2 separate regions of the Mus musculus genome follow, and region 2 is linked to region 1. The links are chromatin contacts, called in public HiChIP or PLAC-seq maps. All regions are on one chromosome and are shown on one strand. Each heading gives the region's core, a stretch centred on a gene start, on an enhancer-like site or on the middle of the called end of the contact. The rest is flanking DNA. Distances are from core to core; before and after follow the strand shown.

Region 1 (2,521 bases), core at 7-2,506:
AGTCTTTGAGACTTACTGCTAAATAAACTCACCTTCCCTCTTTTGTTCTCTCTGAACTCTGGCTGATTTGACTCAGCTGCTCTGGTGAGAACTCCTCTCCCACCTGACTTATTCAATCTGGTTTTTCTCTCAGCCTCTGAATTGTTCTGCTTGGCCTCAACTAACTCTCACAATCTCTTCTAATCTTCTGGCTCCTTCTCATTCTCTTGCTTGTTCTGTCTGCCTGTGTCTAGCTTGTTCTCTCTTCCATCTGTCTCTGTAAAACTCTCCTGGTAAAACTGCCTCCTTCTCCTTCTCTGTGCTGCTCCACTCTCCCTCTCAACTCAATTGTCCTCCTCTCCAGGAACTCTACTGTATCCTGTATTGTACTCTCTTCTTCCTATGCTGTCTGTCTCTTCCTTGAGTAGTTTTCCTTTCCTCTCCTCAGGAGAGTTGGACATATCCTATTCTGTCAGATCTTTCTCTGATTTTTGTCACTTTGTCTGCTACTCAATTAGACATCACTTTCAAACATGGCTGCTTCCGTCTACAAAATAACTTTACCTTCATTGTTTGGGATTAAAGGTGAGTACCAATGTTGTGTCTGTATTCTGGCCAGAGGGAATAAAGAGGTGTGCTTAAGGCGAGTCACACCCTAACTAGAAACAGGTTCAATTATACTGTAACAAGCCAAACTGATGTAGATAATCCCCTGCTCAGTCTCTTCTCTGGTGATTCTAAATTGTGACAAGTTGATAATAGAACTAATTATCATACTTTGTTAGTTTTGAGACAGGCTCTCAGGTAGCTCAGGCTGGCCTTGTACTTCCTATGTAATTGGGATGACCTTGAACTCCTGATCCTTCCTATACCGGGATCTGAGGTATGTGATACCACACCAGGTTTTATTTGGTGCTAGGGATCAAGCCCAGGACTTCCTTCGTACATGCTAGGCAAGTATTTTACCACCTAAGCTTAATTTTCTGTCCATACTGTGTCCTTCTAGTAGGAATACTCTTAGGTATCAAATATCTTGACTCAAAATGAGAGGCCATTTTGAATTGATCCATTTTTGAGGAATGCTACCTAGGGGATATGTTCCTCTCTACAGTCCTGAAAGAGACTCCAGCTCACATCTACCTTCTAAACATCAGAGGCAATAACTCTCATACTCAGGAGGCCAACTATAGAATGTTATCATCGGTAATCACTTATCACTGTAGACTTCAGTACAATCAACTGCTTTTGCAAGCCTTTGGCTGTGAGCGCCTGAGCACAACAGGATGTGGTTAGGCGGTTGAAGCTCAGAGATCTGAAGAGCCCTATTGGGCAAGACAGAAGAAGGTATCTGAAAATCCCCACCTATAATATGCAAGTTTTGCTGACAGTGTTAGGAAATTCAGTTTCATTAAATATATATTTAGTTAATGCCTACCATGTACAATACATTGTGCTTCATGCATAAGGGACAATGGTTGCTTGCAGTGAGGGTGCAGTACTCTACAGGCTTAGACTGAAATAAACCCAATCTAAGCTCCACTCTGGAAGGACTTTGGTTTTCCCACTCTGACAATTGAATAGATTTGAGTTATTATCTAGGGTTCACTTCTGTCAGGCCACCTGAAGGAGTACCTAGGAGGGTTCTTAAACAAAGCATTTGCTATGAAAAGACTGAAGCAAATGATATACCAGAAAGAACTGTGTCCATTGGCACACAGCTCACATAGATGTCTCCAAGCACACAATTCTAAAAGACATGAATTGGGTTCTGAGGAATGATTCCACCTCCTTGTCATTTGGGCACTAGTGGAAACCCATGTAAAGACGAGGTCTGAGTTCAGAGGCTGGGAATTGGCAATATCTCCCAAGGTGCTAGTTGCGACTCTTTTTTTTCTCTCTGGGCTGAGAAGCTGCATCTCATTCTCTCTGCATTTTTCAGCAGTAAGAGCAGCTGTGGATGCATTTCTTGCACAAGTGCCCTGAGCTACCTGTGCTTTTATTAAAAAGACGGGAGGAAAGAATGTGATGAAAGAAGCCACTTCCCACACCCGGTGCTTGATATAAAGGCAGATCCTGCTTTTGAAAGATCCTGGCAGAATGTAAAAGGACACAGAAGCCCTGAAATTGGCAAGATAGACGTCAGTGTTAGCAGAACTAGCTTCGCTGATTTAGAAAAATAGAGGTGCACAATGATCTGGCCACTCCTTGAACCTGTGTGTCTGCCAATGTTCTGACCAGGTGTGTGCCCATTGCTGCACCTTCATTAGACTCTTTCCTTGTACCCCTCCCATACCCATTTCTTGAAAATAGACATTGTTTAGATCTGGAAATCCCCTAATCTCCCCCTTCTCCTTTCCCCCCTGAGGGCCTATAAAAACTGGGAATTCTTTCCCCTCGACTCCTCTACCCCTGCGTGGGATATGAGTCGTCCCCAGAGCTCTGGCTTTCCCGAATAAAGCCTCATGTGGTTTGCAACAAGCTCGGTCTGTCAGGTCTGTCGTGAGTTCTTGGGTGTCCACTATTGTCCTGAGGCCTGAGCGAG
Region 2 (2,521 bases), core at 16-2,515, 580 kb after region 1:
GATGGAAATGTTGTATAACATGACAGTTGCACTTGTGAAAATTCAGGGTTCACTAAATTCCCCATTTATAGATTTCACTCTATAGGAACTTTCTATACTCAGAAAACACTGAATCTTAGTTTTTAAATAAAATTTTCTCAGTGGTGAAGTAGTAACTCTGCGATTGTGTGTGTGTATGTATGTATGTTTGTGTGTGTTCTAAGCTTGTATGAAGCCATATAATTATAAATATATAATAAATAAACCATATATTTCAAATAGCAGAACCAGGTTTCTTGTTATTGCTCAGGAGAGTAACATATAGAGGACCAGGATGTCTCTACGTTATTGGGTTGAGATCTGAGGTATCATTTTGAGCTCATAGTTTTTCATAGAATAGAAACAGAAATATATGTCGGTGAAATTATTAGAAATTGTGCCACGTTTGATGCCACATACCAGCACTTGAGTTGCTGAGGCAGGATTGGGAGTTCAAGACAATCTGAGCTACATAAAAGACCTGATTAGGAAGAGAGGGAATTTTCAGACAAATCTCATAGTCCAGGCTGACCTCAAACTTGCTATGTAGCCAAGGAGGAATTCTTGAACATCTTAATGTTGTGATTACACTGTTTCCAGATTCTGATTTCTAAACATTACCCATTTTTAAAAAGGGGGGTGTCTCTACAGAAATCACTTATTCTAGATCTGGGGCAGACAAAGTACAAGATGAACCTAAGGCATCTTATTCTCAGAAAGAGAAATTCAATTAGATATTGCAATTTATGATTCAATTTAGCTATGTAAAGAAATGAGAGATTGTGCCAAGTTTGGTGGCACACAGCAGCCCTTGAGAGGCCGAGGCACGATCTGCAGCTCACGGCCATCTGAGCTCCATAGAAGACCTGACTAGGATGAGAGGGAAGAGGGAGGAAGTGAGATTGTCATGCTTGTCTTCACAGTAAAAAAAGAACCTGAACAACCTGAAAACCTATTTTTTAAAAAGGAACCAAACCAAAGCTGGCACCTTTGATCCCAGCACTTGGGAGGCAGAAGTAGGCAGATCTTTATGAGTCTGAAAGCAACCTGGTCTACATAGTGAATTCCAGGACAGCTAGAGTTGTATAGTGAAATCTTCTCTCAATAAAAATAAACAATACACAAAACAAAAAAACAAAGTCACAAGGTAAATGTCCAAGCTAGAAGACAAGTGAGTAGTGAGAGCCACGTCTTGCTAAAGAAGCCAGTAGAGCCAGGAAGTGGTGAGGAAATGAAGTCTAAGTAGTTGGAATCTGAGCGTGAACATCTGTATTAACAGTTGCTGTTGCCCAACGTTAGCAGCCCCCAGCCTTCCATTAGACTTTCCACTGAAGGTGTTGGTGATGGTGGGGTGCCTTTGCACTGCTAGCCGGGAAGCTGGAAATGGGAAGCTACCCAGAGGCTAGTCATTTCCAGAACGAGAAATGCAGTTGCAGACACCACTCGCATTCTTGTTTGATGGAAAAGGGGAGGAAAGCTGAGAAGTGCTTATGAAACCCTAGCCTAGGCTACAGGCTTACTGACCAGCTAAAATCTAGTCATGGAGCTATAGAACACACACATCCTCTCTCTCAACTTCTTTCAACAGTTCTAGTGTAACTATAAGAACTATAAGGCAGCTGTGCATGTGTTAAATAGCTTCCAAACACGACATACAAAACAAGGATATTACCTATATACCCAAAATAAGTCTTAAAATGTTTAAAAAACACCCCCACTTGGTTCCTCAGCAGGAGGTATGGCTCACTGGTAGAGCACTCACTCTGAGTTTAATTCCTAGAAGTAGAATAAGCAAAAAAACCAAACTACTCATCTTACCTGTTGTTGTGGTTTTATTTTTATTTTTATTTTTTTTTACACTTCAGCATCTCCCCCCCCCCCCCAGGAAACCTCCTATCCCATCCTGCTTATATGAGGGTATTCCCCAACTGACCCACCCACTCCTGCCTCCCCACCCTGGCATTCCTCTACACGGGGCATTGACCCTTCACAGGACCAAGGGCCTCTCCCATTAATGCCCGACAAGGCTATCCTCTTCTACATAAGTGACTGAAGCCATGGGTCCCTCCATGTGTACTCTTTGGTTGGTGGTTTAGTCCCTGGGAGCACTCTGGGGTCTGGTTGGTTGCTATTGTTTTTCAACCAACCAGAGCTGCAAACCCCTTCAACTCCTTCAGTCCTTTCTCTAACTCCTCTATTGGGGACCCCCGTGCTCAGTCCAATGGATGGCTGTGAGCATCCACCTCTGTATTTGTCAGACACTGGCAAGGGCCTCTCAGGAGGCAGCTATATCATGCTCCTGTCAGCAAGCACTTCTTGGCATCCACAATAGTGTCTGGGTTTGGTGACTATATATGGGATGGATCCCTAGTGGGGCAGACTGAAGGAAAGATGGCTTTCCCTTCAGTCTCTGCTTCACACTTTGTCTCCCTACTTCCTCCCTTGAGTATTTTGTTTCCCCTTCTAGGAAAGACTGAAGCATCCACACTTTGGTCCAGGCTTT

The links. HiChIP or PLAC-seq counts read pairs in DNA pulled down with a chosen protein or histone mark.
Region 2: a contact with region 1 is called in an H3K27ac HiChIP or PLAC-seq map of T-cell acute lymphoblastic leukemia, with 4 times the contacts expected there. The contact joins two enhancer-like sites. A contact is called at or near these places in 1 of 15 datasets of contacts at CTCF or cohesin (the NIH/3T3 cell line) and 3 of 115 datasets of contacts at active chromatin or transcription factors (T-cell acute lymphoblastic leukemia, acute myeloid leukemia and large pre-B cells).

Annotation. Positions count from the first base shown.
Region 1 is chr10:39,191,630-39,194,150 of GRCm38.p6, forward strand. No RefSeq gene overlaps it. Among named protein-coding and RNA genes, the nearest start is that of Ccn6, 29 kb to the left of the region's middle. Within about 2 kb of position 1,257, at least 73 of the 459 cell types and tissues checked have an H3K27ac peak or open chromatin away from gene starts, as enhancers often do. A contact at or near this core is called in T-cell acute lymphoblastic leukemia, where this site is marked.
Region 2 is chr10:39,773,221-39,775,741 of GRCm38.p6, forward strand. All of the region lies in intron 1 of Rev3l (REV3 like, DNA directed polymerase zeta catalytic subunit), which reads left to right. Among named protein-coding and RNA genes, the nearest start is that of Rev3l, 42 kb to the left of the region's middle. Within about 2 kb of position 1,266, at least 29 of the 459 cell types and tissues checked have an H3K27ac peak or open chromatin away from gene starts, as enhancers often do. A contact at or near this core is called in T-cell acute lymphoblastic leukemia, where this site is marked.